6 separate regions of the Mus musculus genome follow, and regions 1, 3, 4, 5 and 6 are each linked to region 2. The links are chromatin contacts, called in public Hi-C, HiChIP or PLAC-seq and promoter capture Hi-C maps. All regions are on one chromosome and are shown on one strand. The core of a region is the stretch at or near the end of the contact, and the rest is flanking DNA. Distances in the headings are between cores, read along the strand shown.

What was found. Promoter capture Hi-C pulls out the DNA fragments that hold promoters and counts their contacts. Hi-C and Micro-C count contacts between places; a contact is called where the count stands out from the background. HiChIP or PLAC-seq counts read pairs in DNA pulled down with a chosen protein or histone mark.
Region 1: a contact with region 2 is called in an HNF4G HiChIP or PLAC-seq map of pancreatic cancer cells. The contact joins the promoter of Unk here to the promoter of Snhg20 in region 2. A contact is called at or near these places in 2 of 39 promoter capture datasets (cranial neural crest and embryonic stem cells) and 2 of 115 datasets of contacts at active chromatin or transcription factors (microglia and pancreatic cancer cells).
Region 3: a promoter capture Hi-C map of pre-B cells shows a contact between it and region 2, with 4 times the contacts expected there. The contact joins the promoter of Atp5h here to the promoter of Snhg20 in region 2. A contact is called at or near these places in 2 of 39 promoter capture datasets (liver and pre-B cells).
Region 4: a contact with region 2 is called in a promoter capture Hi-C map of pre-B cells, with 3 times the contacts expected there. The contact joins the promoter of Rab37 here to the promoter of Snhg20 in region 2. A contact is called at or near these places in 2 of 39 promoter capture datasets (liver and pre-B cells) and 1 of 115 datasets of contacts at active chromatin or transcription factors (pancreatic cancer cells).
Region 5: a Hi-C map of B cells shows a contact between it and region 2, with 7 read pairs. The contact joins the promoter of Cyth1 here to the promoter of Snhg20 in region 2. A contact is called at or near these places in 5 of 39 promoter capture datasets (the C10 cell line, hematopoietic stem and progenitor cells, hippocampal neurons and 2 more), 1 of 484 Hi-C or Micro-C datasets (B cells) and 2 of 115 datasets of contacts at active chromatin or transcription factors (large pre-B cells and pancreatic cancer cells).
Region 6: a promoter capture Hi-C map of pre-B cells shows a contact between it and region 2, with 2.9 times the contacts expected there. The contact joins the enhancer-like site here to the promoter of Snhg20 in region 2. A contact is called at or near these places in 3 of 39 promoter capture datasets (the C10 cell line, liver and pre-B cells).

What each region holds. Positions count from the first base shown.
Region 1 is chr11:116,027,648-116,031,809 of GRCm38.p6, reverse strand. It overlaps Unk (unkempt family zinc finger), which reads right to left and starts at 1,494. Exons shown (of 16, transcript NM_172569.4): 1 at 1,319-1,494. The coding sequence starts at 1,422.
Region 2 is chr11:117,073,765-117,078,037 of GRCm38.p6, reverse strand. Snhg20 (small nucleolar RNA host gene 20) reads right to left here and starts at 1,255. Exons shown (of 2, transcript NR_027059.1): 1 at 836-1,255. It overlaps Mir6516 (microRNA 6516), which reads right to left and starts at 690; the gene lies at 581-690.
Region 3 is chr11:115,417,912-115,421,912 of GRCm38.p6, reverse strand. It overlaps Atp5h (ATP synthase, H+ transporting, mitochondrial F0 complex, subunit D), which reads left to right and starts at 1,994. Exons shown (of 6, transcript NM_027862.1): 1 at 1,994-2,021; 2 at 3,397-3,527; 3 at 3,978-4,001. The coding sequence starts at 3,406. Kctd2 (potassium channel tetramerisation domain containing 2) reads right to left here and starts at 1,787. Exons shown (of 6, transcript NM_183285.3): 1 at 1,407-1,787. The coding sequence starts at 1,745.
Region 4 is chr11:115,152,604-115,157,035 of GRCm38.p6, reverse strand. Rab37 (RAB37, member RAS oncogene family) reads right to left here and starts at 2,858. Exons shown (of 9, transcript NM_021411.4): 1 at 2,745-2,858; 2 at 1-109. The coding sequence starts at 2,837.
Region 5 is chr11:118,246,682-118,250,871 of GRCm38.p6, reverse strand. Cyth1 (cytohesin 1) reads left to right here and starts at 2,314. Exons shown (of 14, transcript NM_011180.4): 1 at 2,314-2,433. The coding sequence starts at 2,412.
Region 6 is chr11:118,457,272-118,461,544 of GRCm38.p6, reverse strand. No RefSeq gene overlaps it. Among named protein-coding and RNA genes, the nearest start is that of Gm11747, 4.4 kb to the right of the region's middle. Within about 2 kb of position 2,159, at least 87 of the 459 cell types and tissues checked have an H3K27ac peak or open chromatin away from gene starts, as enhancers often do. A contact at or near this core is called in pre-B cells, where this site is marked.

The DNA of each region.
Region 1 (4,162 bases), core at 245-2,744, 1.0 Mb after region 2:
CAACTGAATTCAATGCCTGGAACCCTCCAGGTAAAAGGAGAGAACCAATTCCTTCAGACTGTTTTGACCTCCACACCTGCATGTGGCGCTGCGTGAGTGTTCCCACAGACTCACATACAAATAAACAAATGTAGATGTTTTTCACAGTTCCACTAAGTTTACAAATTTTTGTGTGTGACCAGATAAGTGATGTTATTCTGATGTTAGACCTTCTTATCAAAAGCAATGGCAAGGTTGCAGAGTGAGAGAGAACTCCAGTAAGAAAGGACCAACTGATGACCACCATACTTGAAAGGCTAACCTGAGTTACAGTCAAGTTTGGATGACGTCAGCCAACACTAGTCATTTGAAGAAACCAATACATTTTCTATAACCAATGTTCCCCTGTCCCAACTCCCAAAAGTGTTGAACCAGAGCTGCTTCTGCCTGACTTTAGTTCGGATGCTGCCAGCTCCTGGCTGGACGCTGGAGTGTTGTTCAATCTCTCGGGTTCTGACATTTCCACAGGTTGGGATCTCCTAAACTGGCCCATCACTCAGGCACCCAGTAGGGACACTCCTGGCACACAGCAGGGAACGGAAACCAACAGGGCTTTACAAGAGGAACTACAGCATTGGCCTTTGTCTCACAGAACCTAGGCCTACTGTGACATGACAGCAAGGAAGGCAGGGACCTAAGCTTGTACACATGCAGTTTTTACATTGTGGCAATCTCATTTAGGCCAGTTACGATGAGGCTCCCTTGCCTGCCCGATGCTGAAGGGGTCTGCAACCATTAACACCCCGGATGTCGCTGACTCAAGCTAGACAGTACAGCCTGCACGGAGTGAGCCCATTTCTGCACGTTTGACTGTTTAAGGGAATTCAAGCATGGGTGATCCTCGTGGACAATCTAACAGGCCTTAAAGATACAAAAGGCCTCCGGTGCACAGAGTCTCCTCCCGAGACTTCAAGCAAACAGTCATTTCTAGACAGGTCTCGTGCTGGTTGGTACAGACTTCCACTTGTCATGTCGTGGACTTGTCGGGTTTTATGTCTGAGACCGTCAGGCCTCTGAGGCCTGGCCTGAGAAGTGTGGATTCGGGACCCGCGCTCCTGCCTTTCCGACTCGGAGGCTGGGACCGAGTTTCCCGCCCCACTGCCCGACCAGAGGTTGGTGACAGTTGAAGTAAGCTGGGACCGGTCCCAGCAGGTTGGAACCGGTCTGGGCCGAGCCGGAGGAAGGGGGGGGGGGACAGCCTCGCGCTCTCCCTGCGCGCGTGACTCACGCTGGCCGCTGACGTCAGGCGTGCGCGCGCGGCGGGGGGGGCTCTACGTACGTGTAGTGCTGCGGTTTCTCGGGCTGTGCCTGCAGCACCTGAGCGGTAGCGGCCGGGGGCGCCGAGGAAGCTGCCGAGCCGCCGGGCCCGGGGCCCTTCGACATGGTCCTGTCTTCCTGCCTCTTCGCCGCTCCCCTTTTATTATTCAGTCTGCGCGGTCCGCGCCGAAGACCCACAGCGCCTGCGCCGCGCCACGAGAACGTGAAGACCCCCCGCACAGCAGCAAAGGTTGCTGGGAGTTGTGGTCCTCCTTTCCGGTGAAATTTTACCGTTGGCACAGTGTCGCTGCTAAAGTGCAAGACCACAATACCCAGAGATCTTTGCGGACGGTGTCCCGGATGCTGAGGATCCGCAATGCCTTGTGGTAATTGTAGTCTAGTCACTCTTAACTATTACCTGAGCATTGTCAGTGTGGTCGGAGGTGAACTCTACCTTTAAACTGGATCCTCCGGAGAGCAAGGAACCAGTTAGGGAGGCCTGAAACAACTCCACGGAGAATGTTCCAAATGCAGTGCAGTAATTGCCTTGCCTCCCTACCAGTACAGTTGGCGCACCGTTTCTAAAGTCAGTCTAGAGCATTGCCTCGGAGCCAGCAAGCTAGTCAGCCAATATTTTCATAATATAGTAACCTGTAAATCACCAGAGAAAGTATGCAGGCTAGCAGACAGTTTGAAGAAGCTTTTTATTGTTGTTGCTTTGTTTTGTTTTTAAAAATTACAATACACCATATTGTTCCTGGGCATCATTAACATTTATCAACCCTGAAACCTGGAACCCCTCCACTTGGGCTCCTTCTGAACTCAGTGGTTGGCCCAAATACCTTGTTTCCAGTAGGTTAAGGTCCAAGGGAGAACCTAATCTCTATCTAGAGTAGTCTCTTAGGCACTTTGGTAAATTGTTGAGAAGTATAGTGATAGACTACATGAGAAGGGCCAGGGGCTGAGGAAAAAAAAATGTTCTAGTCCATTCTAGTTCCCTTTTCTGGAAAAAAACCTTTCTGTTCCGGGGAAATGCAAGGCAATTGCCTCACATTTAGGAATATGGTTTTATGAAATGACTTTCTACAGGCTGGATATAGGGGTACATCCTGAGGGAGGAAAGTCACAAGTTCCAGGCCAAGCTAGGCTATGTACTAAAACCCTATCTCAAAAACCAACACGGTGGCATGTATCTCGGTCCCAGCACTCAGGAAGCAACGGAAGGTGGATCTCTGAATTCAAAGCCTGGTGGCATCCGTTGGTAGTTCTAGGTCAGCCAGAGCTGTCAGTCTGTCTAAAAACCCGAACAAGAACAACCAAACAACAACAGGTTGGAGATGAGTAGGGGTAAAGGTGCTTGCTTCCCTAGGCTGCAAACCCAAGTGGGATCTCTGGGACTGATGTACAGGTGGTAGGAGAGAACCCACTCCACGAATAATAATAAAATAATAAAAATGTCCATCATAGATATGTAATACTTCCCATTTGACCTTGTTTTCTATGTTCAATCTATATCAAATTCTTTTTTATTTTTGGTTTGTGAGTACATGTTTGTGGTTTTGAGGCAGGATCTTACTTATGTAGCCCCAGCAGGCTTGAAACTTGATATGTAGATCAGGCTAGACTTGAATTTACATAGACTTGCCTGCCTCTGGCTCCCAAAAGCTGGGATTCCAGGCTTGCACCACCACACTTAGTCAAATCCATTGTTTTCAAAACCTACTTGTTTTGTTAAATGGGATCAAGTTAGCCTTGTTAAAGCTAACCCGAGTGGGATCTCTGGGCTGGGGCGTAACCTTTGGTAGAAGCAAGCAAGAAGGCAGAGTTCAGTCTCCAGCAGCAAACATGTGAAGGGTCACTCATCTATAACTCCAGCACTAATATGGGATGGAAGCAGCGGAATCAGGAACCGAAGATCATTTCAGCTACAGTGAATCTGAGGTTCGGGCTACAGCATGCTCCTGACCCTCTGCTTATTTGTCTTGTGTTGATCTGACTGTACTTTCAGCTCCTCCCCATTTCCTTTGCAGCTTTCCCTCCCATTGATCAATTCAGGACAAAGGAAAAACAAAAAAAAAAAAAAAACAAAAAACCCTGTGAGACACCACTACCCGGCTGCACAAGCCTTTAATCCCAGAACTTGGGAGACAGAGTCAGGTGGATTTCTGAGTTCGAGGCCAGCCTGGTCGTTCCAGGACAGCCAGGGCTATACAGAGAAACCCTGTCTCAAAAAAAAAAAAAAAAAAAAAAAAAAAAAGAAAAGAAAAGAAAAGAAAAAGAAAAGAAAAGAAAAGAAAGAAAGAAAAAAAAAAAGAAAAGAAATACGAGGAGTTGGCTTATGTGTTGTCCTGGAATCCCCCGGTGTGAAGTTGCTGCAGAAACTTCATCTCATAGATTTAATTTTTAATGAGTTCATAACAGAAGCTTCCGAATGAGCATGTACAGTATAATTAGAAGATGATATCATCCAAATTGCTTAATTTACTGGAGAGGAAATCGAAACCCAGGAAAGTTAGGTAACTTGCAGAAAGTCACTCAGCAAGTTCATGATGGACCAGGGACAGGACAGGAACAGAACAACAGTCCCGATGCTGCTGAGCTGCTCTGACTGCAGCAGTGCCTTGGGATCAAGCCCAGGGCTTCACCTCACCCCCTCAGGCAAGTGCACACTGCTCCTGACCCTCTGCTTATTTGTCTTGTGTTGATCTGACTGTACTTTCAGCTCCTCCCCATTTCCTTTGCAGCTTTCCCTCCCATCGATCAATTCAGGACAAAGGAAAAACAAAAAAAACAAAAAACAAAAAACCCTATAACTATTAAATAAGAGAGGGATTGGCTTCTTTAGTCTCTCTTAGATGAATGAATT
Region 2 (4,273 bases), core at 6-2,505:
TTCTGTTTGTTTGGGTTGTACTGGTGTCTTGTCCAGTGACGTCTGGAGTCACAACTGTATGCATCTTTGTTTAAGCTCCACGTGGGTGGGACAGACACCCAGGAGTAGAAGACTTCCTAGCATGCATATAGCCTTGAGCTTTATCCGTACATCCCATAAACCACGTGTGCTCGAGGATGCCGGTCATCCAGGCGGCTACCAGAGGCAGAGGAAGGAGGATTAGAAGTTCAAAGGCTGCCCTCAGCTACTTAATGAGTAAAGGCCAGCCTGGGCTAAGTGAGACCCTATCTCAGAGCGGGGTGGTGCAGTTGCTGGAGAGATGGCTCAGCATTGAAGCTGAACACTTGTTGCCCTCTTAAAGGACCTGGGTTCAGTTCCCAGCATCCACACCGGGGCTGACAATACTCTATAATGCCACTTCTGGGAAATCTGGTACCCTCTTGTGACCCCTTGGGGGCACCAGGCAAACATCCACACTCTAAAATAAAATAAAATAATGAATACGTCTTTTTTCTCTTTTTTATCTAAAGTGAGGGGCTTGAGTAATGGTCAAATATTTGCTTTTGGAGGACTGTGCTCAGTCCCCACAGCTTCAGCAGGGCTCCTGTTTGCAGTATCATACATGACCACCAAACTGCTGCTAGGATGTCCACACCTGTTACTGCAAATTCTAACCCCAGGGAAGAGGTTCCTCCTCCTCTGGGATTTTACTTTAGGTCAAGGTCGGGCTGTCTGGTACGGGGCTGCACCCACCTCGGGCGGGTACAGCCACACAGGAGCCTTTTCCCAGACCGTCGGCCTCAGGTCACCGTCCCACCCCCAAGGATTGACATACCTGGGCCAACCAAGCTCAAGTCACTGGAAACGCTCCTCGGGAGGAAGGAGCTTGTGCGTGCTTCCGTCTAGTCGTTGGGGGATGTGGTTCATTTCCTGGGTGGGGAAATAAAAAGACAATTTAATACAATTCTGTGTAAGCGGACGAACCCGTGCGGCGCCTGCAACACAGAAGCAGCCAGTGCCCCGCCGATGGCGGCCCGGGCCTAGGGCCTTCCTACAACTCCAGCCCATCCCGCGATCGCGTGCCGGCCCGGGGTCAGCCTCCTCCCATGGGAGTCCCGGGAGAGGTTTCTGAATCCCACGATCGCCTTCGGGAGGCTCCACGGCGCCCCCGAGCCACGCTGCGCAGGATGCATCCCCTCTGCACGGAGCACGCGAGTTCTCCTCCCCGGCGGAACCAGCTCTGCAAATGCACTTCCGGCCGGAACTGAAGATTTACCATCGAGACGGCCGCTAGAAGGTCGCTCTGGCCTTCGGGTCATCCAGGTCGGCCTTAAAGGGGCCGCGTTCTAGACGCGGTTAGAGCGGCCAGAGTTCCACGCGGCGGTGGGACCTCGTCTACAGGGGCGCAAGCGGGAGGGACTCCCTACTCTTGGGCGGCAGGAGCTAGCCTAGCCACTGACCCTTTATCAATCACGCAGCCCTGTGCAGACCAAAAAGTTGACTTTCCCGAGCCCAGTCAGCCCTGTTGTGGCAAAGGCAGTTGAAACCCAGCTGGTTCTGTTGCAAACCTGTGTGTGACCTTCCATCACAGTATAAACCCATAGGTGGTATCAACTGATACCCGTTGACGTCAGCACCCTCTTGATCCAAAGGCTTCCCAAAATCGCACCTCTGACCTGACCGCCGCAGGACTGTATCTAGAATCATGCCTTCAGCAGAGACCTCCCGAGGAACATGACACCGTGGTCCAGCAAAGGGTTAGTTAGATCTGTGATGTGGCATCTCTGGGCTAAGACCTCCAACCTCCAAAGTGGCATCCAAGTCCTGCATGCAGGTCCAGGTTTCAATCATCCCAAGGTATCCCAGGGGCCAATGGGAAATCCCACGAAAAAAAATTGATCAATAATGCCAGGGCCAAGTCGGTGCTATGTAGTAATTTCCTCCGAAACATCTCACCCGGAGGGAAGCTTGAGAAAGTGCGATCCGGATAGTCCTTAAGACTCTAAGACTCGGAAAATAAGTGACAAGTCTCAAAAAATTCCTAAAGCTTACCAGATTCACAAGGCCCCGCCCTCCTTAATGAGGAGAGACCCTCCGAACTTGTGGAATTAGCCCCAAATCATGCAGAGAGCTCCAGTTTCCAGCTCTCCTGAGCTGTCACTCATGCTGGGCTAGGCTCTTAGTAATGTGAGTGTCTTTGGGCTATCCGTGCTCCTGTGAGTAACCCCAGAAAACTGGCCACTTCATGGGGGCGGGAGGGGCATTTGGTGTCATTGTTACTTTGGTCTGTCATTTAGTAAACAAGGTGGTCTCATCTCCCTAGGGAAAGTGTCACACAGCCATTACCCCTACAGCTGTGGCTCCTTCTAACTGGAATCAAGATCATCTTCAGGTCAGCTAGAGGCGCGGGGAAAGGCAAGGAGAGGGTGCACTCTGTATTTTCAGTAAATGAAGAAAATGACACACGAACCTCATTGAGATGAATGAAGGGTTTTTGCATGTTTCACTGTAATGTGAATCCAACCACTGAATACAGACTCCCCCTTTGAAGGCTATTTTATTTATTTATTGAGATGAGTCTTGTGGATGTAAAAACACAACTGTGGGAAGCCACATGTGCCGTTGCAGAGTGACACTGACTACTGCTGGCCACCACCCATAAGTTTGGACAAACAACCAATGTGTACATATGCAGTAAAGTTTTTTGCAAAGACACTGCCTGGCCTGGGCATGATAATGAGGCTTTGAGAGTATAACCACTCAGATGTGAGACATGCAAATGAGGTATGATAATGAGGCTCTGTGAGGTACAGAGAGAGAATAGCCAATCAGATGAGGAACATGCAAATGAGGCGTAGTGCATAACCAATCCGGGTGTGAGACACGCCTCTCCTAGGCCTATATAAGCAGCACCAGTTCTGGGCTTGGGGTCTCTTCGCCTCTGCAATCAAGCTCTCCCAATAAATGTGTGCAGAAGGATCCTGTTGCAGCGTCGTTCTTGCTGGTCGAGTCCGACGCGCGCAAGACACAACTTTTGCCCCAAAGGAAATAAGAGATAATTTATTCTGGAGCCATTTGTTGTTGTTGTTGTTTTCGAGACAGGGGTTTCTCTGTATAGCCCTGGCTGTCCTAGACCAGGTTGGCCTCGAACTCAGAAATCCGCCTGCCTCTGCCTCCCCAGTTCTGGGATTAAAGGCATGCACCACCACGCCTGGCTCTGGAGCCAAATTTGAGGGACCAAAATTCAGGAAACACAGGGCCAGGTTACTTCAGGTCCATGTCTGTGGGAAATTGCAGGCTGGTATCCAGTTGAGCTGAGGTCTGAACCCCGATGGTCATAATTCACCTACATGACATGGTAGGCGTTCCCTTATGCTCCTGGAACTCTGGCTCCTGCCTAAGTTACCACCTCCCACACCCTCCACAAGAGAAGCATGGTCAGTGGTAAGTAGTCGTGTAAGCAATGGCCCAAGCTTCTGACCTTCAGGCTAAACTCCTCCCCAGTTACCTAGCAACAGTGAAGACCATAAAAGGGGCTGTTAGGCCCCCACCTTGATCTCTTACTCCTTTGTTCCCTTACCTCTCACTTCTCTCTCCTCTTCCCTTTCTCTTTGTCTTCTCCTCTCTCTCTCTTTCTCTCTAGCCTCTCTCTCTCCCTTCTCTCTTTCCCCTGCATTTCTATAATAAAGCTCTTAAACCATAGAAAATCTCTGTTCCATCAAGACCCGCTGCACACTCTGATCAGTGTTGGGAACTTCTTCCCCTATCCTGTCTCTCCTATAACCCCAGGGCGACAGGGTGTGGCCTCGGGGGTCCCTGGTCAGGGACAGCCCCTTCTCCACCCATCAGAGGCTTAGATCTCCACCGGGAGCCATGTGGAAAGTGCCTGGCAGTCTCCCTGAGTCCACCTGCCCAGAGCACAGGCACTCTGGCCGGACATGGCATATTTTCCCTTCCCATTCTCCCTGGGCCTCCCCGCCCCCCCTTTTTTTTGTCCCCACATGAAAGTGGTTTCCTTAGGTTTGTAAAGTAATAAAACAAAGAAGGACTTAAAACAAGGCATTTTAGGGCTGGCGAGATGGCTCAGTGGTTAAGAGCACCAACTGCTCTTCCGAAGGTCCCGAGTTCAAATCCCAGCAACCACATGGTGGCTTACAACCTTCCGTAACAAAATCTGATGCCCTCTTCTGGAGTATCTGAGGACAGCTACAGTGAACTTACATATAATAAATAAATAAATCTTTAAAAAAAAAAAAACAAAAAAAAACCAAGG
Region 3 (4,001 bases), core at 745-3,244, 1.7 Mb after region 2:
ACAGTCACTATGTCAGCTAAAAACCATTTATTTATTTATTTATTTATTTATTTATTTATTTACTGAGCCGGTTTTGCTACAGTTTGCTTATTTTAAACTATTGACCAGAGGCTGGCTTTAAGATCATTTCAGGTCAGATGTCTTAGACGCACAGTCACTCCCACTGCCCAGGCCTTTATTTACTGGGTAGACCCACATTCTGTTAACATTCTTCTGTAGGGTACCAGCTACAGGGAGGGGATGAAGGAAATCTCATAGCTGTGTTAAGCGTTCTGACTCCTTCACTGCCCCTGGACTACAGTCCTAATTCTGAGAAAACTTCCATTCTATTGGCAGTTCTCCTGAGCCCAAGGCCAACATCAGTGGGAGTCTGCACTGGCAGCTGCAATCTCACACACCCTATCTCTGTGCCCAGAGGAAGCTTGGTACTGCCAGGACTTGGCTCAGAGCAACTTTAATCCTACTCATCTTTACAGTAAAAGAAACAAGAAACTGGCTTGTGTTGGCCATAAGGAAGATTTAGGGTATATAAAAATAATTCCCTATAAACAGGAGTTCTGGAATCTCTTAAGGTTCCCATCAATTTGGTATCAGAGAACAGATGAAACTGATTAAGGGTTTATGCAAGTCTACTAACCATGGGAGTGCTTTATGGTATGGATGCGTTTGAGAGTCAAAGGTCAACCTGCAAAAGTTACAGTTCAAACTGGAAATGAATGACGTCTTGCCACTGCTCAACCCTGTGTTTGACGCTACACATTCTCTGGGTCCTAACCTATCAGCCCATCTTTCCAAGGAGTGCATTTACTTTCAAAAATGTACCGAAACGGTGACTGTTACGGCACAAAAGGTCTGGGACCAGGATTTTATCACCACCACAGGATGTATCACAAGCACTTCCTGCAGCCTTCAGTAGTGGACGCTATCATTAAACCCCGAGTTTAATACCACTTTACACAGGGATGGAACAGGACCTGAGTCCTCCGAAAGTGACCAAGATGTGGTCATTCACCCTGACCCAGTTCTGAATGCATTTGGCACCAGCAGCAGGGGGCCGCCCGGGAGCCAAAGAAAAACTCATGCAGATCTGAGAAGGGGTGGTCCCCAGGAGGGGCAGGGAATGTGACAGGAGCACGAAGGGGGCTCCCGTGGGTGCAGGTAGACAACTCCACGCAGGAGCAGCTGAGAAAAGAGCGGGGTGCGAAGGGAAACCGGAGTGTGCCTGAAGATGGGGCAGAACTGGGACGGGAGATCATTCTGAGGTGGCCAGTGCTAACTCGGGGGGAAGAGAGTGGACTCAAGTCCGGGTTTGCAGGACCCGCTGGAGGGAAACGCGTCCCAGAGATCGGAGCACCAGCCTGGAATGGGTCCCAACACCCGGGGGCGCGCCCGAGGGCGGGGCGCACCTTGTCGGAGTCCAGCTCCGGGTCCTCCTGGCAGCACAGGCGGCAGAGGAAGGACTTGGGCTCCCGGCCTAGGGTCTGTCTGGTGGTCACGAAGTAGGTACCGCCCACGTTGAGCCGGACCCAGCGGGCGGCCCCGCCGCCTCCCGTCCGCTCCGGAGGTCCGGGCCCGGGCTCCAGCGGCTGCGCGGCGGCGGCGGGCTGGCGGCCGTGTCCGCGGGGTGTCGGGCCCGCAGGGCGAGGGCTGGGGGGTCCGCGGCCCGAGCCGCCGCCGTCGCCCATCGCACTGCTGCCACCCCCTCCCAGCCCCGCCACTGCCGGGTCCAGCTGCAGCTCCGCCATCTTGGGCCGCCGCTGCCCGCGCGCCGCCGGGCCGGCCGACTCCTCGGCGGGGAGAGCCGGGCCGGCCCATCGGCGGGCGTGGGGCAGGGGGAAAAGGGACCCCGACGGCGCAGGCGCCGCGCCCGCCTTCCAGGACGGGACTCCATGCTCATTGGCTGAAGTGTGACATGAGACCCGCCTATTGCTCGTTCGGATTGGCCAAGGAGAGAACTTCCGGCAACTCTCTTCCGTTCCTTGCTTGCTGGAGAGAGAGCACTCCGCCGGGGGTCGGTGAAGGTGAGTGGGGTCTGAGGTGTTGGGTCGAATCTCCACGGACTCTTTTGTATTGTATTCCAGACCTCGCTTCCACACTTGTTCCAGCTCCACGGAGGACATCGGGCCTTCGAGCTGCCCCGCTAGCAGAGCGCCCGAGGTCACTGCTTTGCCCTGCTCGCTTTCCCGCGGGGCGAGCCTGGGGCCTGGCAGTGACTTAGCCAATCACCGTGAATTTAGATGTTGCCACAGACTTTTGTCTCACACTGTGTGGCGATCTCAGGAGTGGAGTTTAGGGGTCGGGAAAGCATCACAGAGTTAGGGTGGTAACTTTCAGAGAGGACAAGACACCTAGCAGACTTCAACTCTACGTCCTTCCCTTCGAATGGAGGATTCCTATTCCTCATGAGGTTTACCGATTGATCTAATTAACTATTGGTCATTCTCTATGCTTATGACCTGTGTATGAGAGCAGGCTGGCCAATTTGTCTGAGAAACAACCAGCGCTAGAGATGAATCAGATAACAAAAAGTCTGTAACTCCTGCTTTCTCCAGTGCACTTCGTTCTCTGGCATCCTTAGTTCACTTGACAACTGTCTTAGTCTCTGTCTCTGTCTCTTAGAGACGTAAGCTGTACTGAGGAAGGAAGGAAGGAAGGAAGGAAGGAAGGAAGGAAGGAAGGAAGGAGAGAGACCGGCATTTGACAACTTTGATCGATAGGAAGGTATCCCCCACTCAGAGCTTGTGTAGATGGTTTCCACTTTTCGGTTGGCTCTCTTCATAGTTATTTTCTGTATCTCGTCTTGTTTTGGTCTCAAGACCGCTTCAGTCACTTTCTTTTCACAGTATCATTTGTGTAAAAATGCCTCTGAAAGTGCACAGTATGTGTGCTGTGGACAGGATGACCTGGGCAGGACAGTTCGAGTGAATGGCCGGGGTTGTGGTGGAGAGTCAGTGGCCAAAACACAGTAGCTTAGTTAGCCTTTGGGCAGCTTATGACTTCCTTTAGAAGTGTCTGCAAAGAATAGAAATGAGTTGGGATAGAGGAAGGGCAGCCTGGTAGGAGAGAACATGTTTATATTCTGGGTTGTAGAGCTTTATTTTGATGTATTGAGACAAGCTCCCACATCTCTCATGTGACCTTGAACTTTGATTCTCTGCCTCTACCTCAGTGTTTCTGGTGCTGGAGAGGGAACCCAGGACTCTGTCCATGCCAGGCAAGCATTCTAGCAACTAGCTACATCCCTAGCCCTCTTTCCTGGTTTAAATCCGAATTCTTTCATCTGTTGCATATATATACCCATCAAATGCTTGAGCTGATCCGTCTCTTAACGACTTGTATTTCTCTGGAATGGTCTCCTTCAGGGGTTCTCTCCAAAGGCGCTGTTTTGTTTTCTAGTATCCCAAGATGGCTGGGCGTAAACTTGCTCTAAAAACCATTGATTGGGTATCTTTTGTGGAGGTCATGCCCCAAAACCAGAAGGCAATTGGAAATGCCCTGAAGTCCTGGAATGAGACCTTCCACGCCAGGTCAGTATGCTGTAAGAGGGAGCCCCCATCCTTGATGCTGAACCTGGAAGCAATGTTTTGACATTTATCACATCCACTTAGTATTTAGTAAGTATATGAGTTCGAATCTGCTGCTGTGTGTGCCATATCAAAAGGAAAACTTGTGGGGTTGGCTCTCTGCCTTCAACTATGTGATGAGTCTTGGGTATTGAATACAGGTCCTCAGGTTTAGCAACAAGCCCCTTTACCCACTTAGCCATCTTGCCAGCCCTAGCTAGGCATTTCTAATAGTTCGACAAGAGGAAAGAAACAATGTGTTCTGCAAATGAAAGCATTTTTGTGGTGGCCCTTCAGATAAAAGTGTGCTTGACACTCCAGTGTGTCAGGGATAGGAGGTTGCTGTGTAACTAGTGTCTTTTGCTCATTCCAGTCCGGGAATAACAATGCTGACTTCCTTTTCCATACGAGTAGGTTGGCTAGTCTGTCTGAGAAACC
Region 4 (4,432 bases), core at 1,609-4,108, 1.9 Mb after region 2:
TGAAGTCTATGCCGACGGTGGCTATGAAGGTTCCGGACAGGAAGGCCCCGTCTTTGAATTGGATCAGGAAACAGGTTTTGCCGACGCCCGAGTCTCCAAGAAGCATCACCTAGGAGATGGGGGCAGAGGCAGTTAATAGCAACTGGAGGGGGGAGAAGGGGTCTTCTGAGATTTCAGATGCCCCAGAGAGGGTCAGAGAAGGAGAGATGGGTGGAGAAGGATGTCAGCAGGACAGAGGGACACTTGCCTCCAGTGAGCCTGTCCCTGTCATCACCATGCCTCTCTCCCCCAGTCTCCTTGCCTCAGCCTCTGAGGTTCTCCCTCTGAGCTTCTTGTACTAGTCAATGTCCTTGAAGCTGAGCTGAGACCTCCAAAGTACTTGGAGATCCCCAGAGAACTTCACATTCCGTTGGTCTATACCTTGGATATATATTTGCCCATTGCTGGCCAGTGCAGAGACTACTGATGCTGAGTGTATGCTCAGGTGGGTGGGTCTCCCACACAGGGAAAAGGACCTCTCCTCCCGTAGCCTACCAAGACTTGACAGGTGGGTGGGAACATGGTGGTTCGGGTCCTTCATCCCAGCATTTGAGAGGCAGAGGCAGGCAGATCTCTGAGTTCAAGGACTAGCTAAGGCTAAATAACCAGCCCCCCCCCCCCATCTTTAAAAGAAGAAAGAGAAGACTTGATGGGCAGGACACTCTCTTTAAATTACTATTGTTTGAGTTTCCTTTTGGGTCAGACAATTATTTGGAAGTGTCTAATGAGGGCTTACGCTCATAATAGGCTTGCAGGAATTAGGGAAGACTGGAATTTATTCTGAGATGGGGAGCCAGCTTGTCTGAAGTTTTTAGCAGAAACCTCCCAAGAGGGACAAATGGCTGTGAACTGGCATCTTTGGGTCACTGTGGAGAACATGCAGGTATGGTAGAGGGAGTTCTCTGCTCAGTCATCTTGGAGAACGGAGGTGTAGACTCAACACTGGAATGTTCCCAGCCGTCTGGTTAGACTGCTAATAAGGTTGGAATTGCTCAGGGCTCTCTGAACTTGATAGCGGAGCCACAAAGCTAAAAAGCTTTTCTTCCTTAGCTATGGGGTCTTGGGCCTGATTAGTTGATTGTGGGGCAGAGATGTCAGAGTGGGTCGGAAAGGAAGGGATGCAAGGCTGAGTTCCCGAATTATAAAAACCCTACTGTGTGCTTTGGGGAAATTTTCATCGGCTTGCCCACCATAGTAGGAGGAAAGTGGGGGTGGGGTGGGGGAGTGGGGCTCGTTCCTTTGCAGCCTTTCTGGAGCTTGTCAATGACTAACGACAAGATTGATGGGGACCACTTAAGAAGAGTGCCCAAGACCCCAGACCTAAGGTGCTCCAAGGATCTTTTCTCATCATGCTCTTTTCCCACAGCTACAGACTCAGGACTGGGCCAAGCCTGGCAGGCTGGGGGTCAGCTATTTTGCAGGTGCTCCCAGCAGGCACTCTGATGGCTCTGGGGCCCCAGCCATACAGGGGGAGGGAGGGAGGGAGGCAGGCGAATACCGGTATTTGTGTACTTTACAGATCACAGCTGCCTTGAGCAAATGATGCAGCCGGTCACCCAGCCCATCAAGTCCACCAAACACAAACAGCTGCTCAGCCTTGCCACCTCCTAGGTAAACAGCTCAGTTGTCCTGCAGGGCTAGGAGGTCAGGAGATCCCCATCAGCCTGGGGGTGGGGGCTGGCCATCAGCAACTCCCCTCCCCTGAGGACTTAGAGCCCCATTTCCTGCCACAAGCCCACACAGGACGCCTATCTCAACGTCTCTGGGTGGGTAGGCTGGCTGACTGGCTTCCCCTGAAACCCTAGGGGGTGGAGATGTGAAGCTCCTAGTGAGAGTGAGATCTGGTGTTTGAGAGGAACCAAGACCCTGAAAGAGGCAGGTACCCTTCAAGACCAGGCATCACTTCTACCTGGCATAGCTCTTACTTCTCTCTCCTAAACCCTGTAGAAAAATAGTGCAAGAGGCTGGCTGGCTCAGCATCTCTTTTTAGAGTTCCATGTACTTGCTTAAGCCAAGGACACCAATAAGAGAGGTGGTGACAGACATCCTTTTATTCAGGGCATTCCTGCAGAATGTATGCACCCCAGAGAGTTGCCTTTAAGGTCGTCGGGGGGCCGGGCGGGGGGAGGGGGAGAGTGGGCCATGGTCACTAATTGCCATGTTCTTTCTCAGCTTCTGAAAATTCCCAAGTGGACTTGTAGGCTGGCTACATGCAGCCTGGGGTGTTGGGAAGGAGCTGTGAGTCTATGTCTGGAGGCAGTGGGGAGGGGAAGGGTGGGATGTACCGCTGAGTGGGGACCCAAAGCACTGCACGCCTGTGACAGGTGTCACTTTTTGAGGCTTAGCTCAAAAAGGGCATTAACCTTGAGATGCCTCTGAAGGCGGGGATGCCCTGTCTGTGTCTTCAGAGAGTCCCTGTCTCCCAGTATTCCAAAGTGTGGCAGAAGGAACTGGGTTTTTGTTCCTAGGGTGGGGGAGTCTTAGTCTTTCAGATCTGCCTTACCCCATGCCCTCCGAGGTCAGCCTAGAACCCTAGAGACTGGGATGAGCCCAGGGGTTATGCCCCAGACCAGAGACCCAGCTGACACTTCCAGAAGAGGGGTGTAGACAGGGAAGGACAGGGTCCTAAGGCAAAGGACATCGGGAGGGATGTCCCTAAGTGCCGGCCTGGGGGGTCCCCAGCACTGAGCGCAGAGCCCACCCACCTTGCCGGTGAGATCGTAGTTCGGGCTGAAGGGCGGGGAGCGCTCAGGGGCCTCGCCATCCCCAGCGGTAGCAGCTCCTGGTGTGCCAGTCATGTCCCCGGACAGTCAGAGGTGAGCCCGGCTCGAAGCAAGCGAGGGAGAGCGAGGAACCGCCCTGCCCTAGGCTCCGCCCACTCCTCCCTCCCCATCCACCAACCGGCTCGGACCCTGATAGACTCCTCCCTCCGTCCCGCCATCCCCTCGACGACGCCAGCCAGGACGTCTGAGACTCGCAGAATGCACACCCTAGGGAGTGGCAGTCCCCCTGAGAGACATTAGCCTAGTTTAGTGCTCTTACAGCACGGAATGAGTCCTGCTACAGGACCAGCCCATTAAGGTCGCAGTGGTGAAGTTAGATTGCCATCGAGGCTGCGGACCCGGGAGACCCAGCTAGCTGCGGAAGGTGTGGGGCTTGGTTTCCTACTGCGGCAATGCAGTGGCCAGCAGGGCGCGCCCGAGCTCCAGCCAGTTGACAGTCCGGTACTTACCTGCAGGCAAGAAGCTGGGGACGTCCCTGAACAATGTTGGACAGGAAGTTGCATTCTGAGACTAGCACCCAAGCGGTTCTGATAGACCTCAGCTCATCTGAGCCTACTTTTTCACCGACACTCACCTTGGAGCGCACTGACCATCTGGGGAGCTCCTGGGTGGTGCTAACACTTGGAGCTCTTTGCCATGTTTCTCCCTCATTTGTTAGTCTAAGCCCCTGATGTCCTCCCACCACGGGAAGGTGAGCTCTTGAAGCCCATCTTTCCAAGGGGACAAGATAGGGCCAACATTATTCAGGGAAGGCCTAGGCCTAGCCACCGAGTGGGTGCCACAGGAATTCATGAAGTCGTGGGTCGTTTTGAGCTGTTTCTAGTACAGCCCAGGAACCCTGCAGCTCCGGATGACGGGGGATATGGAGAATCTGGGGTTGCACATACCAGGGTTCAGTAGCTTGTGGGCCAACTTTTCAACATCTCAACGCTGTATAGAAAGGAACAGGATGCGGGGACTGGATGCGGGGTGTAGGAAGGGGGTTGGGCCCCTCAACTTTTTAGGTGAGGGCAGTGAGGGCTGGCTTTGGGGTGACTATGACTTGGGAAATGGCTGTGTACATCAGCAGGAACTATTTCATGACAGCTGAGAGGAGATCCCGGAGCCTGGATGGAGGTGACTTTGTCGAGGTGGGAATTGGAGAGGGGTAGTGGCTTGCCCCTTGCTCACCGTCCACTGAAAACTAATGTTGTGGGGGTACATCGTGTCCCCCAAGAGATATGCTGAAGTCCTAGGCACTGGTACCCAAAATGTGTGTGGCCTTCCTTGGCAACAGGAACATTAGAGATGTAGGTTAGAACTGGGCCATACTGGAATAGGGGTTCCGTGATGGTTAATACTGATCATTAACTTGGCAGGCCCTAGAGTCATGCTGTGAGGGAATATCTTAATTAGGTTGACCGAGGTGGGAAGACCCACTCCAGAGGAGGGCAGCATGAAAAGGAAGAGATCACACCTCTTGTTCTCTGTTGCTTGTTTGAGGTTAGCTGCCTCAGGCTCCTGCTGCTGGGGCTTCCCCCGTCTCGATGGAATCTAACCAAACTTCCCTTCTTCACACGCTGTTTGTGTCCGGGTATTTTATCACAGCAACGGGAAAATTAACTGAGACA
Region 5 (4,190 bases), core at 1,065-3,564, 1.2 Mb before region 2:
TATAGACAGAGCAGGTTGTGTTCATATATCTAGGAACACACACAGACACTTAACAAAAAGATCACGGAGTTCAAGGAGAGCAATGGGGAAACACATGAGTGGGTTTGGAGGGAGGAAAGGGAGATAGAAAATGATGTAATAATATTCTTGTCTCAAAAGAAGGTTTTTAAAGAGTGACATTCCCAGAGTGGGCTCTGTGGCTCAGGATGTATACAGAAACAATGGAAACAATGGTCAAGTGAGATGGGTAAATTTTGTTTTATGAGACAGGGTCTCTATAGCCCTTGCTGTCCTGGAACTTACTATGTAGACCAGGCTGACCTCAAACTCACAGAGATCTTTCAGCCTCTGCCTCTGCCTCTGCCTCTGCCTCTGCCTCTGCCTCTGCCTCTGCCTCTGCCTCTGCCTCTGCCTCTGCCTCTGCCTCTGCCTCTTGTGTGCTGAACTTAAAGGTGTGTGCCACCCCCCCCCAACCTACCCCTATTCCCACCCCCAGCAAGATGCATAAATTCCTTAATATAATGTTTTTGGCTGCTTCTGCTTCTGCTTCTTCTTCTTCTTCTTCTTCTTCTTCTTCTTCTTCTTCTTCTTCTTCTTCTTCTTCTTCTCTTTCTCCTCCTCCTCCTCCTCCTTCTTCTCCTCCTCTTCCTCTTCCTCCTTCTCCTCTTTCTCCTCCTCCTCCTCCTTCTTCTCCTCCTCCTCTTCCTCCTTCTCCTCTTTCTCCTCCTCCTCCTCTTCCTCCTCCTCATCCATTTCCTCCTCCCCCCACACACAAAATGTTAACATCTTTAAAGAAAAAATAAGTCCCACTTTCTCCACCTCCCCTTTCATTTCTGTCAATTTTCCTCATATATCTTTCTCAGAAAATATGCATATACCCACTGCAGCATGTCTGCCACAGGACACAGGTATAAGGTGGCACACTGGGGAATTTAAATTTATTTAAGTTGTACAGAGATTTTGAGCAATTACAGACTAAGGCTGTTGGCCATGGGGGAGAAAGGATTGCTGCAGCCCATCCAGCGAAGAGAAGGACCCACAAGGAAAGACCTGACTCTCCTTCCTCCCCATGTGGTTGGCCTGGCCCCTTCATGCCCTGCAGAAGCCCAGAGATTCCCACAACCCTCTACAGGCAGTGATTTGCAGAGAGAGGGAGCTGTGGGGGTAGAAGGCTGGTTCTGGGGCTGCATGGGGGATTTCAAGTCTTTGTTTCAATCAGGAAGACCCGTCCCAAAACTTCCCAGTGTCTCTTTTGCTGTATTTGTAGGTTTTTGTTTTGTTTTGTTTTGTTTTGTTTTTGAGGTGGAGTTTCACTATATTGTCCTCCTGCCTCAGTTTCCTGGGACGCTAGACTAACAACAGGTATGCCACAGGCAAGCACCACTACCCCAGGCCTTTCTGGGGTAAGAAGGGTTTGTGCATGCTGTGGTGGAGGACATCCTGGACAGGGACCTACCACCCAGAGATGCCCCAGCCCATATAAGACCCTCTGAGTCTGGGAATTAGTTTTCTCCTTTCCCCTGGTCTCTGGGATGCAATCTAGGGTCTCTCACATTGCTAGGCAAGTGCTCTGTCATTGAGCTGCAATGCACTCCCTGCTGGTCACTTGGCTAGAGTTCACAGGACAGGGTGTTCCCTAAGGGCCTTTTCAGATCATTGGTTGGTGCTTCCACTGATTAATTCTGCAGAGACCTCCTACCGCATAAATGCTCTCACCTCCACAGAAGCAGCCCCTGGCCACAACTGCAAAGGGGGATCAACCGGTCCTCCCGAAGAAAGCAGCAGAGCCTGTAAATTGAGGCTACTAATTTGGAAGTTATGTCCTCCTGTGCAACTTGGCGCCGGTAGGAAGTATAAGTAACGAACACAGATGAGTTTAGGTAATTTCCTCCTCGACGTGTTGGTGTCCGAGGCGGATACAGCTAGGGCCACCTTACCCTTCGGGTTATACCCGTGACCTTGAGTATGTTTAACCAGCCGAGTGGCTGGACGCTGGCCCTGGCTAGTAAACCACGCCCGCGGCCTACGCACGCTTGTGAAACTTGAAACCCGAAACTGCCCTGCCCCGAGGAGAGGGGGCGGTACCTAAGGAGAGAGGGCGTGACTTGGGGGCGGAGTCATAGATAGGCAGAGCCTAGGTGCCGCGCTTGCGTAAACGCAAACTAAAGAGGTCCTCAAGGGGACGGGGCCTAGAGGGCGTTCACGCACGCGCGTTTTGGCTGTGGGCGGGACCTTGTGCCGGGGGCGGTGCCTCGGGCGGCGCGTGCGCAGGCGCGTGCTGGGCAGTGCGGGCGCGGTGCGGGGGGCGGGGCTCCGCGGCTCGGAGCTGGCCTGTGGCGAGCTGGTGTCTGGCAGGACGCGGGCTGCGGGAGGTCAGTGGCGGTCGCGGGCCGGAGCCGGTCGCCAGCACCATGGAGGACGATGACAGCTATGGTGAGTGGGGCCGGTCCGCTGCCCCTTCGTGAGCTTCCGCCTGCGCCGGTGTCCCTGGGACGGGACGCGGAGCGCCGGGTGGCGGCAGTGCGAGGGCCCGGGGGTGACTGCCCAGACGCTCGAGGGCCTGAGGGTCGCCGGGGCTGAGGGTCGCCTGGACCTTTGGGTCGCCGTGAACTGAGAGTCACCCGGGCCTGAGGGTCGCTGGGAACTGAGTGTCACTCGAGCCTGAGGGTTGCCGGGGCTGTGGGTCACCCAGGCCTGGAGGGTCACGGCAGGGGTCGCCCGAACCTGAGGGCGCCGACGGAGACGGGTGTAAAACCGGGAATTGCTTTCGGGCTCCAGGACCGAGGTTACTCGGGCCTGGGGGTCGCTGGGGCTGAGGTTTGCGAGTCTAGGGGCCCCGGAAGGGGAGTCGCCGGGGTTAGAGGGTCTCCGCGGCGGGGGTTAACCGGAGCGCTGAGGGTCATGAGGATGCTGAGGAGCCCCGGGGTGCCGAGGGGAGTCAGGGCCAGGTGACCGGGGTCGTAGTCTTTAAGACGAGTCGCCTGCTGCTTGTCACCGGGGTGGCAGACGCCGCGAGCGGCCGCGGGACTAACACGCCCGGCCGGCCTGTGTTCCCTAGTAGTTTCCGGCTCTCAGGGGTGTTAGAAGTTATGTGCCCCATCCAGCTCTTTGTTCTGAGATGAACACAAGTGGCCTGACCGGGGCCTCTGAGCCGGGGACGTCGGTCAGGTTCGTGCTACCGTCGCATTGTGAATTAGCTCCTGGTCCCCTGGTCTGTCAGTCAGGGCCTGACCACACCGGGCAAGGGGATCAAGTTTGAGCTGTTGCCTGAAGGTAGCCGGGTAATGACACCAGTCCACATCCTCCACCAGGGCAGAAGCGATTTAGACTCTCCTGGCTAACCTTGCTGCTTGTTGGCGAACAGCCAGGGCTCTGGTCCCTCCGAGGGTGTGCAGTCTCTGGAGTTGTAGAAGGTTATTTGAAATGCTTTACGTGGTTGTTAGCATTGTTTCCAGGAGGAATGGAAGAAGGAATGGCAGGTAGGGCGAGTGGTGACCTTTTACTGGTTTGGCAGGGAAGTATGGCTCAGGAACTTAACAAGCTTATACGGCTTAGTGGAGCCAAACTCCGGTGTGTTGCCTCACAGGTAACTTTGCCTCCTCACACTCTGGTGAGGAATATTAAAGTACCAAGAGGGAAGAGTGTTAGGGCTTTGCAGGGGAGCCCTTAGAGAACCCTGACCCGGTGAAGCCATGAGGATTATGGCTAACAACTCCCAGAGCTTCAGATGTGTGAACACTGACTGTTTCCTTGAATGTTAGAGGTCTGTGCCTTCCTGTTCAGTGGAAGAAGCCGGCTTTTGCTACCTTCCAGGTAAACATGGTGTGTGCCTTCCTTTGTGATAGAAAAGCAGTCACCTGCAGGCAGGCCCCGAGGGATTGCTCGGCCCCCTTGGACCCTCAGGGTTTTTTTCTTCGGTTGGAAACCTTCACTGGCTTTCCCCACTGCTCTTTTCTCTCCCCCTTGTCCTTTGTTGTCCCCTGGGTGCCAGGGTTCTGCCAAGCTTTGTTCTTACCCTCCCCTGGTTATTGCCCGCTGGGTGAGGCAAGAGCTGCTGTTCTGGTTGGTTTAATAGTGACTTCTTTGACTCAGGCATGACTTGTACTAGGGAAGGAAAAATGGAAGGCTTTGGTTCCTGTTACTGCCAGGAATAGAGGGACTCAAACCCAAATTTACTCTGTAGATCTGGA
Region 6 (4,273 bases), core at 910-3,409, 1.4 Mb before region 2:
AGCTCCTATACTTTACCTAAATCTTGCATGCTTCCCCATTGGTAGCTACCTATAAATGGCTGCTTCATCTCTACCTTTTCAATCCTTCCCTCATCACTGACTCTTCTTAATGATCTCTGACCATCCTCCAAACCAGCTTCAAACAGAAGCGGGCAGGTGTGACTGGGCTGTAGCTCAGAGGTGGACCCCTCCTGTAGCTGACAGTAACGGGCTGTTAGGTCAGACACAAAGATGGTCAAGAAGTGCTATTAAGTCAAATAGCAATTAGACCCGGGAGCTGCAACATTCCAACCCCTGCGCAGCAATCGCTGAAGTTCTAATCAGCTGAGCCTTTAGGAAGGTTCTTCCTGCATAGAATAAGCTCAGTTTACTGAGAGTATTAGTAGGTTTTCTTCTCCGATGGAATAAGCCAATTCGAGTCGAATTGAGAATATAAAAGAAGGCTTATTGGGAGCAGTTCTCAGGTGGGTTCACTGGTCTCAGAGAACGAGGTCAGGGAGATCACTATAGACAGGGAGACAGAGAAAGAGCACACCTGTAGAGAGGAGGAATGGAGAGAGAGAGAGAGAGAGAGAGAGAGAGCGCCCTGGGGTGACTGGTGGGTCCTTTTATCTTCAGCACTCACCTGGTACACCTGGCAACCGCAAGCGATGACATAAACAGTTGCTAGGTCTCTGAGAGCAGGCCAGTGGAATTGCCTGTATATTTATTTACTGGGTTAAGGTTAGGGGTCCGGGTTTGAAATCTCATAGATGTGTGCTTTTTCCTCAGAGTGACTGTGCTGTTCAGGAGTGCTCTGAGGTCACTCAGAGACTGCTCTGCAGTTTTCCTTTCTTGAAAACTCATCAGACTTAGGATTGCTTCAGTAAAACATGGGGAGACCCCCTGTTCCCTTTTCTAGAATAGCTTGTTCAAGATTATCACCATTTTTCTGTAACCTCTTGGTAAGTTCACATAACAGTCTGCACTGGAGCCAGAGAAGAGGCTTGGCGTTTAAAAGCACCGAGGACCTGGTTCCGTTCCCAGCATGCACATGTCCGCCACAACCACTGTAGCTTCAGTGCTAGGGGAATCTGGCGCCCTCTTCTGGCTTTTGCAGGTACTGCAAGGAACGTAATGCACCTACTTGAAGGCAAAACTCTCTTACACATAAGATAAAATAAATATTTTTTAAAAGACAGACTATGCTGAAAGATTTCTTTTGTGGAAGCTTTTAAATTGCAGTTTGCATTTGATATTTCTAAAACTACCCAGATGTTTCTTTACTTACGCTAATATTGGGAGATCCCAGATGTTTCTTTACTTACTTCTTTATCTAATATTGGGAGATGTGGGTTTTTTAGGGGCCACCGTCAGCTTCTCAAGCTCACAAGTGTGAAGAGTCGCTATTATTTATTTATATTCCATATTGATTGGGCCTGAATTATACTCTTTTGATAGTTTTTCTGCTGCATTATTTCTGTCCTTTCCAAGCTCCAAACCCAGGGAGTCTGTGTATTCAATTTTTTTTAAAAAGTTGCTGTTTTATAGATTATGTGATTAATTCTACATTCAGTTTATCATTACCAAGATGGCCACTCTTGCAGGCAGCCTTGACGGGGTGGACAGGTGATTCAGCTGTGTGGCCAGGCGAGATCCAGAGACCACACAAGAAGCAAGGAATAACAGGACAACACACACACCACTTATGGGTCCCTGAGAGAAGGATGAGAATGGGGTTAGAGGGATGACCGTAGACATTGCTGTCCCACTAGCAGATGGGAGGGGGCAGGGAGGATAAGGGAAGGAAGAGAGAGCAAGAGAGGAGACAGGAAGTCAGTGTAAGTGGGGGAAGTAGGGAAGAAGCGGGGGGCGGTGCAGAGGAGATGGGCATAGAAGGGAGAGGAGAGGGGAGAAGAGGCAGAGAGGGGAGAAAAGATGAGACAGGAGGGGAGGGGGTCTGCAGGCTGTGATGTCACTCTGTCCCTATGGTGTCCTCAATGCCTTCTCCAGAGCTGGCTTACAGCACACACACACACACACACACACACACAGAGAGAGAGAGAGAGAGAGAGAGAGAGAGAGAGAGAGAGACTTGGTGATGTCCCCCGGTGCTGCCCTCTGCCCTCTGGTTTCCAGTGGTCAGCAGCAGTGGAGTTCAGAGTGAGCACAATGAGAAAGACCAGACCTCACGGTCAACCTCTCGGGAAGGAAGGGAAGTCTGAACTAGGCCAGAGGTGACGGGGCGTGACAGGGCTGCAAATAACTTAGCTCTGAACCCCAGATGGTTGTGGAAGCAGAAAATGCAATAAACACACCAGGACAGCGGCAGCTCTCAACACCCTTGGCCTCCACAGCTCTTTCCACCCTGTACAGCCAAAGTCCCACCCACAGAACAGTAACTTCATGTGCCGCACCACCAGCGGTCCATGTCTGCCTCTGTGGTTTTTCTTTTACTGTATGAGTGTGTGGTGAATGTGGGGGAAGGGGACGGGACATGTGTGTTTCTGGGGAGGGCACCGCAGCTCAGAAGTGGACATCAGAGGACAGTTTGCAAGAGTCTGTTTGAACCTCCCACCCAGTAAGTTTCAGGGCTTTGAGACATCTTGTTAGCCCTAAAATGATGTCTTCTCAAAAGAAAAGAAAATCCTGTGTGTGTGTGGGGGGGGCATGTGTATGTGGCATGTGTGTGTGTGTGTGTGTGTGTGTGTGGTGTGGTGTGTGTGTAGCATGTGTGTGTGTGATGTGTGTATTTGTGTGTGGTGTGTTTGCATGTGTTTGTGTGTGTATGTGTGTGTGTATATATGTGTAATATGCAAGTCTACAAAAGTGTCCATCATCTGTCAGGAGGGGGAAGAGGAATCCTCTCTTATGGAGCTTTTACATTACTCAGAGTCTTTCATTGAAACTGGAGTTCTCTGTAGTTCAGGCAGGCTGGAAGCCAGCAAGAACCAAGGAAAAATACCTTTCTTTCTTTAAAAAAAAAGATAGTTAGATAGATGATAGATAGATAGATAGATAGATAGATAGATAGATAGATAGAAAGAAAGAAAGATAGATAGATAGATAGATAGATAGATAGATAGATAGATAGATAGATATACATGATAGATAACAGATGGATAGATAGATACATAGATACATAGGTAGATGACAAATAGATACATAGATAGATAGATGATAGATGACAGATAGATAGATAGATAGATAGATAGATAGATAGATAGATAGTGTGTGTGTGTGTGTGTGTGTGTTTGTGTGTTTGTGTGTGTGGTGTTTGGGCATGAGTGCAGCACACGGGCAAAGGTCAGAGGGCAGGAGTCCATTCTTTCCTTCCATTAAGTGGATCCTAAGGACTGGATCGGGTTGTCAGACTTGGCTGCAGACCTCTTTACCCTCTGAACCCCCATCAGTCCCAGCACTTGCATCACAGGAGTACATGGGCACGCCCAGCTGTATGCACAGGTGCTGGGAATCCTGACACGGTCCTCCCGTGGGCATTCACAGGCAGCAAGAACGCTCATCCACTGAGCCACCTCCTCAGACTCAGTTGTTCTGCCTCACACTGGGAGGTGATGGCATCCCCCCACAGCTGGCATCAGAAGCCAAATCCTCCCTCTTGTCCTTAGAGCACCTTGCCTGATGCTTGCTCTTTTTGTTGGTGTTTCCAAAGCTTCACTGACTCTAACTTACTGTACTTCCTACTGCTTGTCTGTCTCTGCTGTAGGTTTTGCAGCTGACCAGCAAGTGCAGGGAGCCTCTTGTCTGCCTCCTGGCACTGTTATCACAAACCCACGCTGCGGCACCCAGCTTTTGCGTGTGGGTTCTTGGCTTGATCTCGGGTCCTCACGCTTGCTCTGCAGATGTTTTACAGACTCACCTGTCTCTCCAGCCCCAGAGGCCTCGTTCTGACATCATCGAAACATATGTTAATGAACATATGAACAATTCAGCTGGGCGTGGGAGCACACACCTGTAATCCCAGCCCTTGAGAGGTAGAGGCAGGAGGATGAGAATTCAGCATCAGCTTTGGCTACATTGCAAGTTCAAGGCCAGTTTAACTCTGTCTCAAACAACCAGGAAAGCACCCAATTCAGTGGCGTTTAGTATATTGATAGCATGTGCAGCTGTGACCACGATTTACTTTAGAACAGTTCACTGCAGATTCCCACTAGTGTTCTCTGGCCACTGCTCTCTGGTATACACAGGCCCAGGTAGCCCATAATCCCCACTGTGGACTCCCTCTTCTGTGCACTCCCGACACGTGGCACGCTATTGTGACCCTCTGCAATGG